Linked DNA regions of Mus musculus: all the other regions are linked to region 1. The links are chromatin contacts, called in public HiChIP or PLAC-seq and capture Hi-C maps. All regions are on one chromosome and are shown on one strand. Each heading gives the region's core, a stretch centred on a gene start, on an enhancer-like site or on the middle of the called end of the contact. The rest is flanking DNA. Distances are from core to core; before and after follow the strand shown.

Region 1 (3,551 bases), core at 598-3,097:
AAATGGCACTGAGTATGTGTGTGTATGTGTGCATACATGTGTGCATGTGTGTGTGTTGGCTCAGTGAGCACCCCCCTACCAACCCAACTCATCTCAAGGCGCCCAGCCCTGAAGTAGCAGTGCAGAGATTTGAACTCACACAGCCTCACGCCCTCTGCCCCTTTGGGGAGCCCCGATATCTTTTGTCTAGGTCTTCTGCACACTTTCCTAGCCCCAAGCACAAGCTGACGCAGACCTCCATTTTTTCTGGCTCCCCACAACCTCTGTCCCAGCCGCGCTGGCCTTTCAGAGCTTCTGTTTCCCTCTATCTTTCTGTGTTCCCAGTGTCCCTGCAGTGGAGATCTCTGAGACACCCATTCCTGAGACTGAGCAGGGTAGAACTCGTGGGGCAGAGTTCTGGCCCAGAAAGTCCAGAGCACTGGGCCCTGGCAGCTGGCCTGGCACATGTCTGGCATAGCCAGCCTGCAGGCGACGTGTCTGCCCTGCCGGAAACTTCGAAGTTATCAGAGGGGAGTGAAGGGGCTGGGACTTGTAGCTCCTGGGACGTGCAGGGACTCATGCGCTGGAGTGAGTGCACGTGCCTCTGTGTGTGTGTCTGTCTGCACGTGCAGCTGTGTGGATTTCAGGCCAGAGGAAGGGTGGGAGGTCTGCTTTCTCGGCTCCCCTCAGCCTCTCATTCTAGCCTCATGTGGGGGTTCTCCTGCACATGACCTGAGACACTTCCATGTTAGACCTGTCTCCTCTAGTGGGTGATGATACAGCCTGGCTGTCTGTGTGACAGTTCCAGATGGGGATGTCCTGGGGACACCTGACCAAGCCAGCCTGAGACTTTAGCCTGGGTTGTATCCCCCCCCCCCCATCACAGACTCAGAAATGAATGGGGAAGAAAGGGCTCCTTTTTCCTTCAGTTGCAGAGCTAAGGAGCAACCCCTTGAATGTGCTTGCCCTCCTCTGCCCTGCTTCATCTCCTGGGTGTTACATTCCACAGTGGAAAGTGATGCCTTGCTAAGATTACAAACAGGGCCGGCCTGGACTGCCCTGGGATTGCAGGGGCCAGCCTTTCCCACATGGCTCTCCCCCTGCCAAAGGCACTGGTAGGGGCTGATACTGGTGCATCCCAGCCTGAGGGAGAATCAGGACCTCTGGGACGGGGGCGGGATCGTCTGGGTCATCCTTCTTCCACGGGGTTGACACTTTGGAGAGTAAGGGGTCTGTGTTCAGTTGTCCCTAGTCGGCTTGTTCAGGGGATGGCTGGGGCCTAAGCCCTTGGATCTCTGCATGCCTGGCCTCTTCTGGCCCTTCACTTCTGCTCTTACCCCCCTTCAGGTTGAGCCCCCATCCATACTAAGCTGGAGATTTCCGCAGGCTCAGCCAACCGCCTGACCCTAATTATGGCGCCTTCATCCTGTTGGGGTTAAGCTCCTTGTGGCCTCTCCACCCCCCCCCCCCCGACCCCAGGGGCCAGGTCTGGGGTCAGAGACTAAGGAGGCCCAAGCCTGCTATGGCACCTAGAAAGAGCTGTCTGGTGTCCTCCAGGGGGTGGGGGGCTGGAGGAGAGGAGACCACTATGGGTCCAGGCCAAAAGGTTAAGTGGTTTCTCTGGAGAAGCCTAGGGACAGGGAGTTACTCTGAGGGCACTGGAATCTGAAGTCCAGTGCTCTGAGGATGGTTCTACCAAGAACCATTGAGAAAGAGTTCGAAAGGTAAGCCTGCCTTAGCCCTACTCTGCCTGGTTTTCATTTCCCTATTGCTCAGGACTGGGCAAGCATGGCTGGCCAGAAACCCTGCCCAGGGGATGGCCACAGTCAGCCAACTTGAGACTCGGCCTGTGGCACAGTTAAAGAGTCCGAGGCTCAGTGAATGGCAGGCTCTGGACGCAGCTCACCCAACAAGCTGGGACTTGAAGTTTCTAAGCCCAGGCCAGGTCATTTCCTCTTGCTCTCCTCTGTCCCCTGGAGACTTCTTGTCTGCTGTCCTGTTTGTTGAGTATCATCTCTTCTCATCTCATCTGTGTGTGGAGCTATGTGGCAGAGAGGAGCGGGTCACCTCTTTGTGCCTTGCATTCCCCTTTGTGATACCGACGAGAGGGAGAGGTAAGCATGGGGGGAGGGATAACTATTTCTGCTTCTGTCTGGGGTGGGGGCTATAACAGCAGGGACAGGAGTGCAGAAGCTTCTAGATCATGCCCCTATCCAAAGCAGCTGGTGTTTTGGAGCCAGGCAGAGCGGCTCTGCAGAAGCTGACCTGATTTGCCTAAGGGCCCCGCAGTTACAGAAATGACCACTAGGTGTCAGCCTCAGCTCATACTTGAAGTGAGGCTAGGCCTCCAGGTTGCAAACCCCCCTCTGGAGAGTTGGTTGCCCCACAGTTGCTTAGGTGGGGCAGGTAGTTGCTGCGGGAAGGGGTCTGAAGTGACACACCTTCCTGGGACCCGGATGACCTGGGTAAGAGGCTCGCTTCAGATTTTATGTTCAACAGTTTGCATTCTCCTCTGTCTCGGGATGTATACAGATTCTGCTGCACACAGAGGCAAGACGACCCACCCCAATCCCTGCAAGCCAGATCCTGTGAAGACAGCAGACCAGCCAGTATCCACAGCAGCCCCGTGCAATAGGCATGACTAGCAAGTCCCATGCTACAATGAGAAAACCAGTGCTCGCACCTCTTACCCACTTAGAGGAAGACAGGGTCCTCTGAAGCCAGATTCTTTTTCTCACAACAGATGGATTTCTGGAATATTCTAGGATGTCAAGCTGAGGCAGGCTTCCTGTAAGGTTAGGAGTAGTATGGTTGATGATATCCAAAATGAGCCCAGTAGATGGAAGAGGGGTCTTGGGGGTGCCTGGTGTCATACATAGGCAGGTTGTAGACACAGGGTGAGTGGGAGCCATTCCCTGTCCATGTCTTCCTCTGAGCAATCTCCCACTCCACGCTTCTGTTCCCTTCATCTGTGAAGTGTCTACAGGTGGACTTGTTTCGTCTCCATTCTGTCCCTGACACCTGCTCCTTTCCAGGACAGATACTAAGATGGACTGGACAAGCCACCCCCATATAACACCACTTCATGTTTAGACCAGCGACTTCTCAAGGTGTTTTTGATTTTGTGTTCTAGCAATTAAAAAAAAAAAAACAAACAAAGCTGCGTATATACATACTTGTGACTTAAGATTTTGTTCGTTTGTTTTTTGAGACAGGGTTTCTCTGTGTAGACCTGGCTGTCCTGGAACTCACTCTGTAGATCAGGCTGACCTCAAACTCAGAGATCTGACGCCTCTGCCTTCCGAGTGTTAGGATCAAAGATGTGCATAACCATGCCCCAAAATGTAAGTAAGCATTTTTACATATTCTTGTATTGCCCCCCTTTGGTGACATGTACTCATGCTAATTGGACAAAGGTTTGATGAGATACAAAATGAGAAAATGCATAGGTGTTTTGGAGCTCTCTCCCAGCATGCCTGTACGGAGCATACGTGTCTTTGTGACAACCTGATTGCTGCAGGCGTGGGGGGGGGAGGGGCAGCTTAGCCCCTCTCAGGATGGCCACCACTCAG
Region 2 (3,551 bases), core at 488-2,987, 900 kb after region 1:
CTTCATCCTGGCTGTGTTAAAAAACAAAACAACAACAACAACAACAACAAAACCTTACATACTTCCTCTGGGAGCAGATGCAGGACTTTGCCATGAGCAATGACTACCCCACACATAAGGAACACAGGACAACTTAGGAACACCAGCTTAAGAGACCCCAGGGTTGGTTTTTAGGCTATGCCTACCTCTTTATAACTGGGGGTGGGAAAGACTTTCATTCTCTGGTCCCTAAACCCTCAACAGCTGGTCAGGAAGATGACAGTATACAATTCCCTGCCCCTGCCCTCCCGGCTAGAACTCATTAAAGAGAAGGCTAAGTAAGTTCTTTTTAGGTTAAGGACTAAGACACCCCCACCCCCACCCCCGCAGACTGTCTCCCCAAGGAGGGCTGTTTCCGCAGACCACCACTGGTAGTTTTGTCTTGGAAGGTAAGGAGGGAGTCATTTGGACCAGCAGACTGGGTATATGGGTGGCTTGGCGATTTCCGGTTAAGTCACTTACAACACCTTAGTTGTGACCGACTCTCAGGTGTGATCAGCCAGGAAATAAAAGTCTGCGGGACAGGGTGCCCCTTGTTTGCCCTGGAGATGGGGGGGGGGGGCGGGGGGGCCACACCCTCACCAAAGTAGAGAGACCCTTCACGAAAAGCCAGAGTTGGGCGCTCTCTCTCTCTCTCTCTCTCTCTCTCTCTCTCTCTCTCTCTCTCTCTCTCGTTCTATCTCTCTCTTTGCCTTTCTGCCCTTAGGAAGAGAGACAATCCTTTCCTCCGAGAACACGGACACACGGACAGGATGGAAATCCAGGAAACAGCAAAGCAAAGCCCGTCCGCACCTTGGCAAGCCGGCCATGCCCGATTTTGGCAGCGGCCTTCACTCATTAGTCACCACTACAGCCTGGGACCCTCCGCTCCAGGGATACGACCCTGGCACCGAGTAGGCTCAAGGCCTAGTTGGAGGAGAAGATTAGGCACTTCTCAGTCTAACCTGCCCTCACCCGCAGGGCCATCTGGGGTTCCAGCTTTGCCCCGGAACTTGCAGGGAGGGACCCGGGCGCGTCGGGCCGGCATAGGTAACAAAGCTCCGCGCCAGGCGCGCCCCATGTCAGCTCGGACGGGATCGGGAGCCAGGCCTATCCCCCTCATCTGGGCTCCAAGGCCCGGGGCATTCCTGGGTGTCCGCGTCCGCACCTTTTCACGGGATGGGAGGGCACTGCTTCTCCAAAAGGGAGATCTTAGCAGAGCTTGGGAGCCAGCGACTCCGGGCAACGCTCGAGCAAACTCTCGGATCGGGCGGAGAGAACTCACAGCAAACGCGTCCCCGCGCCCCAGTGCACCGTGTCGCCACCGCGTAGGGGGCGTCGCCAACCCAGGATCCTCGAGCCCCTAGCGAGCCTCTCCACCTCCCCAACTGCCCAGCCCACCTCTCCAGGGCCCTTCCAGCCCCCGGGACTCCCGCGCTTCTCAAAGCACAGCTCGGATCCTCCCGGTTCTCGGGGGACTCACCGGCCAGCAGCGGCAGAAGCAGGGCTCTGAGCAGAGTCAGCGGGCGGGCTCCCATCCTGGCGGGCTGCAGACGAGCAGCGAGGTTCAAGGCACACGGCGAGCGGGCGCGCGGACCGGAGCGCGGGGGCCGCCGCAGCAGCTACAGCCCGAGCCCGAGGCGTCCGGAGCTGGAGCCGCGCGCGCCCCGTACATCCAAGCCCTCGAGCGCGCCGCCGCCGCAGCCAAGCCACGCCCCCGACGCCCCCTCCTCTCCGCCTGCACGGCGCCCCGCCCCCTGACGCCCCCTTCCCCGCCGTCGAGGGGAGGAGCTGGCAATAGAAAGAAGGATCTGGGGAATGATGGGGGGGGGGGGGAGCAGCAGTGGCCGTCTTAGGGGAGTGCCGGAGACCTGGGTGTTGTTCCCACCGCCTAATCTATCCACTGGGACGCAAGAGAACCAAAGTGACTCTCAGAACTCCGTTAGGCCCTCTGAACCTACCTGGAGATCTGGAGCAATAGTTTGCCCAGAATTCTCCAAGTTGCTGGAGTTAAGCAACCCAAAGTGCTGCATGAGACAGACCAGCAGGGTGTCTCAGAAGAAGGCAAGGAGGACATAGCCAGGATGTCTCAGAAGACAAGGAGGGCACAGCTGTGGTGCCCGGTGGAACAGATGTAGCCAGGGAGGGGGAGGGGCGTGCGTGACACTGGACAAATCTGAACCCAAGGTAGAAACCCTGGGCTCCAACCCCCAGCGAGAGCTATTAAACAGACATACATCCCAAGTCCATCTCCAAGCAGTCTGGGCTGTGTCAGGGCATGGCCAAATCTCCAGCTGTGGGGAGGCCCAACGCAGCCCTTGTTCCAGGCACCCTCCACCCCCAGCGCCACCACCCCCACATTCTTTCTTTGTTGTGAAAGCAGCAAGGGGTGTGGGAGGCGGGTCAGAAGAAGTCAAGCTTTAGAAGATGGGCCCCAGCTGCTGACAGGCCTCCAGGATATGCAAGAGAGGATGGATAGCGCCTTGTCCCCCTTCTGGCTCTGGAGGGCCCCCCAGGCCTGCTTAGACCTCCCTTCCCCCAAGCAGCTGGGAGGGGGGAAGGAAGCCACAGAGGGCCTCACAGGCAGGAGAAGTGGCGCCAGGACTCCAGGGTCCTGCCACATGGCCACCACATGTCCCTGACAACCCCGTCCACAGCACCTTCTTCTTGTGTGCCTCATTCCCCATCCCCCAGAAGTCTTCCTCCAGGCCCTGCTAAAGAGGGTACAAACACGGAGGGAACCATTGAGCCAAGAATTCAACAGTCCTGCACACTACCACTGCCCTCATCCTTCTAGGAAGGGTCCTGAACAACGTCTTCAATGAAGACTCCGAACACAAAATGTTACCTGGTTCATTTATTAAAGAAACAGTGAAATATGTGGACCTGTAGTGAGGCAGCAGAGGGTAAAAGAGACCAGGGCAAGGCAGCCCAGTTGGCCAGCCCCAAACTGACAGAAGAGCCAGCATCAGGCGCATCCCTGAGGTGCAGACCCACTTTCTCCCACCTTGGGAGCCTCAGTCAGCTACTCTAGAGGACTCCAAAGTAGAGATCATGTTATCCTGAGGGCCCTTCCGAAGGGGGGTTCCCAGGGAAGGAGCCTAGACCCTAGAAGCAGCAATCTACCACATACACCGCTCCCTCTTCACCATCCTATTGAGTTGGGGAAGAGACAGGAGCCATGGGGAATGCTGTAAGGGCTGTGGGGACCCAGCAGACTAAAAGAGGGAGTTGAATGTCAGCTACTTGAAGAAAGGTCCACAGTGCTGGCGCTGAGGCCCCGGGAGACCTGAAAGAGACCAGCAACCACACATCACTGCAAACTCCTGGAGTCTGCCTGCTCTGCAGAGACTAAAGATGGAATTTCTAACCTCAACCTAAGCTCTAGGACTTTGCTTAGGCACGGTCTACTGGAGGAGCTACGGGACGAAACCTGGGCAAGAATGCTGGCTTGCACAGTGAATGAGCTGACCCAAGAGCTCACTGTGTTGAACTGGCTGGCAGTGTTGCCTGCTTTCTCTAAGGGAGACTTC
Region 3 (3,551 bases), core at 443-2,942, 600 kb after region 1:
ACTGGGTTGGTAGAGATGTTCTTGCAGAGGATCTGAGGTCAGTTCCGAGCACCCATATGATAGCTCACTGTCCTCTGTAACACTAGTTCCAGGGCACCCAATGCCATCTTTTACCCGACATGCATGTAGCACATATGAATAATTGCTGTCGAACACTCTTATGCATAAAACTCTTCCAGTATTTTTAAAAAGAATGAAATTGGGGCTAGAGAGACAGCCGGGCAGTTAAGAGCACTGGCTGCTCTTACAGAGGACCAAGGGTTCAGTTCCCAGCACTCACATGGCAGCTCATGGCTGTCTGAAACTCCAATTCCAGGGGATCTGATGCCCTCCCCTCTGGCCTCCTCAGGCATTGCACCCAAGTGGTGCACAGTCATACAGTTGGGCAAAATCAATCAACCAACTGATCAAAAAAGCAGAGGGTGAGGCTGGAGCCATATTTCTTTAATCCCAGTACTTAGAAGGCAGGAGCAGGCAGATCTCCTTGAGTTCTAGGCCGGGCATACAGAATGACACCCTATTTCAACAACACAAAACAACTCAACTGAGTCTGTTAAGCTCTTTGCAGTCCTAAAAAATGTTTATCTATAAACTAGACACTTTAGTTCCTTTTGTTCCCTCTCATGTGGCCCAAGCTGAGATCCCTCTGCCTCTAGAAAAGCTTAGACTAGACCACCCCTTTTTTTTTTTTTTTTTTTTTTTGACAGGCGCTCTCTTATTAGCCCTGCCTGGCCTGGAACTCACTTTGTAGACCAGGCTGGCCTTGGACTCACAGGCATCCATCCACCTGCCTCTGTCTCCCAAGAGTTGGGATTAAAGGCTTCACATGCCTGACCTGAGCAGGCTTGCTGTGGGTGTCTGTACTAACCTCTTCTAGGCTTTTGCTTCATTCTGCAAAAGGGACAGAAGGACTTAACTTGGCCATCCAAGAACTAAATATAAAATCAAGGCGAGTGTAGCACCAACACCTCACAACACAAAGCCAAGTTAGTTCTAAGATTTTGATTTCGTTACTCTTCTTCCTACAGCTTCTCTCCAGCAGAGTCTACATGGGCTTTTAGCCTAGGGATAGCAGGGCTTGCTGGATGGAAGTGGCGTGCCACTGGCCCTATACAAGCATCCTTTTTTTTTTTTTTTTTTTTTTTTTTTGCTAAAACGTTTATCTAAGTTTGCCTCCAATTCATGGCAGCTCCACTAGGACATTTAAAACTCTGCAAGAGAGATGCATTGGCAACTTTAAGGATATGACAGGCGCCGCACTCGGTGTTTAAACGCCTTGTGTCATTGAACCCGCTCAAAACTGCGGAGACTCCGAGAAGGTAGGTGGCTTGCTCAACTGAGTGCGAACAGTCAGCTTTTATTCTGCTTCTGCCCTACAGAGACCTCGCAATCCCAGGGACATCTGGGAGCGATGTGAGTTGGTGCCTCGTTGCAGTCTCACCTTGGGGTGCCCAAGTGGCAGGCACTGAGGACGGCGAGGAGCGCGTGGGGAAGGGCGCTGAGCACCAGCTGGGTGAAGCAGTGGCCCGTCGTGTCCCCTTCCCACAGCGGGAGCGGCCGCGCCGCGTCCGTGCCACACAGCTGGGCCAGGAGCCCCTCCATAGACACCTCACCCGGGCGGAAGCCAAGAGTGACAAGGCTCGGGGACTGAGTCCCCCGCTGAATCCCCGCCCCCTAGGCGGGACCGCCCCTTGCTTCCGCTTCGAGCTAGAGCCCGCCCATTCTTGAGGTACTTCCGGGGCTGGAGAGGAAGTCGCTGTCCCCGGGGCAGGCCAGTTTCTAGATCCTGGTACTTACGTTCACCCTCCTGTCTCCCGCACTTGGAAACCTAAGCGCCTTTGAGCTGTTTTAATATCTCAAGTGTTTGTGGGTGAGAAAGGACGCGCTGCCAGGTCAGGGTGCTGCGCCACGATGCTAGGGCCCTCTAGAGGCAGGAAGACCTGTTAACGGGTGCTGTTCGCAGTTTTTGGTTATTTTCGCCCATGGGGGTAAGGATGCTCTAACGCGTGCCAGCCTCTGCGCGTGCGTACAGCTCTGCCTCGGGGAGCTGTCCCGGGAGCGCGATGGTGTTTGCGCACGTTTCTGTCTTTTGGCTTGCGCAGTGACCCACCCAGTCCTGTCCTTGTGCAAATTCATTAAGACCCTGGCACGTGGAGCGCTCGCTCTCGCTTACCTATTGCATACTAGTTGACAAATGCACAGCGTTTAAAGAGCTGGAAATCCAAACATGCCTGCCACGCTGAGGAATGCTTGAGGACAAAAGGCTATTCCTGTATCCTAAGGCTACAAGATCTTGAAAGTATCCAACTTACTTGAGCCTTGGTTTTTTGTTTTTTGTTTTTTTTTTTTTTGGCTTTTTTTTTTTTCGATTGAGATGATAATACCAACCCAAGTATTGTGAAATTTGTATAATTTAAAATGTTTATGTCAAGGCCTTAAAATGTTTATGTCTAAAGCTGTGGCTCAAAGATTAAGAAGAGTGCTTCCTGCTCTTGCACAGGACCTGGATTTGATTTCCAGCACCCGTGTAAGAAGGCTCCAGCTCCAGGGATCCAAGGCCTTCTTGGTCTCTGTAAGCACCTGCACACACATACATATAAACTTTAAAAAAAAAGTGTTCAGGTCACGTGCTTTGCTTAGTCATTCCTAAATATTTCAGAGTGATGGGAAGAACGGAAACTTTTGGTTATCCAGATAGATGTTGGTTCGGACCCTGACCCACCAATTTTAGCAGCGCGATGAGATTAGTTTCATTTTAGCTTTATGTTTGCAAGGTGTATATTGGTACTGACTTCATGAGAGTGTTCAGTGTTGTGGGAATAGTTTGGGTTTTTTTCCCCCCAAAATATTTGCCTTCAGAAACTGAAGACCTTGAAACCAAATTAAAGATTTGAGACATTTAAAATTATGTACCTGTCTTGTTTCCCTACTGTGTATTCAATCTGTTTAAATTTATTTAAAAATATTTCTAGAAGAAAGTCCTTATTCCTTTCACATGCCATGTTTTCTGATATATATATATCCCTTATTAATCATACACACAGTACACAGATAAATGACATATTAGACAACAGAGACAGAAGGTACAGGGAGAGAAATGAATTCAAAATCTTTTTTTTTGTTGTTTTTTGTTTTTCAAGACAGGGTTTCTCTGTGTAGCCCTGGCTGTCCTGGAACTCACTCTGTAGACCAGGCTAGCCTTGAACTCAGAAATTCGCCAGCCTCTGCTTCCCAAGTGCTGGGATTAAAGGCGTGCGCCACCACACCCGGCTGAGAATTCAAATTCTTATTCATGGCTTAAACCCCTCCAAGGGGAAGAACATTTTTCTTTATTGATGAGGCATGGATACACAATATCCACTCACATGAAGATCTCCCTGAAGAGAAGTACTTCCATAGGTAATTGTGAAGATTCCCCTTGGGTCTCAATAAAAAGCTCTACATTTATTTATTTATTTGGTTTTTTGAGACAGGGTTTCTCTGTGTAACCCTGGCTGTCCTGGAACTCACTCTGTAGACCAGGCTGGCCTCAAACTCAGAAATCTGCCTGC

Evidence for each region. HiChIP or PLAC-seq counts read pairs in DNA pulled down with a chosen protein or histone mark. Capture Hi-C pulls out chosen DNA fragments and counts their contacts.
Region 2: a capture Hi-C map of embryonic stem cells shows a contact between it and region 1, with 2.5 times the contacts expected there. The contact joins the promoter of Ptk7 here to the promoter of BE949265 in region 1. A contact is called at or near these places in 1 of 15 datasets of contacts at CTCF or cohesin (large pre-B cells), 2 of 115 datasets of contacts at active chromatin or transcription factors (embryonic stem cells and stem cell-derived neural progenitor cells) and 1 of 9 other capture datasets (embryonic stem cells).
Region 3: a contact with region 1 is called in an H3K4me3 HiChIP or PLAC-seq map of pro-B cells, with 9 times the contacts expected there. The contact joins the promoter of Abcc10 here to the promoter of BE949265 in region 1. A contact is called at or near these places in 2 of 15 datasets of contacts at CTCF or cohesin (large pre-B cells and pro-B cells), 5 of 484 Hi-C or Micro-C datasets (CD4 T cells, the G1E-ER4 cell line, erythroblasts and 1 more), 10 of 115 datasets of contacts at active chromatin or transcription factors (astrocytes, embryonic forebrain, embryonic hindbrain and 7 more) and 3 of 9 other capture datasets (adipose tissue, liver and pancreatic islet).

What each region holds. Positions count from the first base shown.
Region 1 is chr17:45,729,072-45,732,622 of GRCm38.p6, forward strand. BE949265 (cDNA sequence BE949265) reads left to right here and starts at 1,848. Exons shown (of 2, transcript NR_169044.1): 1 at 1,848-2,093; 2 at 2,512-3,147. It also overlaps a transcript of 1600014C23Rik not described here.
Region 2 is chr17:46,627,767-46,631,317 of GRCm38.p6, forward strand. Ptk7 (PTK7 protein tyrosine kinase 7) reads right to left here and starts at 1,738. Exons shown (of 20, transcript NM_175168.4): 1 at 1,502-1,738. The coding sequence starts at 1,556. It overlaps Klc4 (kinesin light chain 4), which reads right to left. Exons shown (of 16, transcript NM_001357130.1): 16 at 2,863-3,307. The coding sequence ends at 3,257.
Region 3 is chr17:46,326,331-46,329,881 of GRCm38.p6, forward strand. It overlaps Abcc10 (ATP-binding cassette, sub-family C (CFTR/MRP), member 10), which reads right to left and starts at 1,693. Exons shown (of 21, transcript NM_170680.2): 1 at 1,442-1,693. The coding sequence starts at 1,602.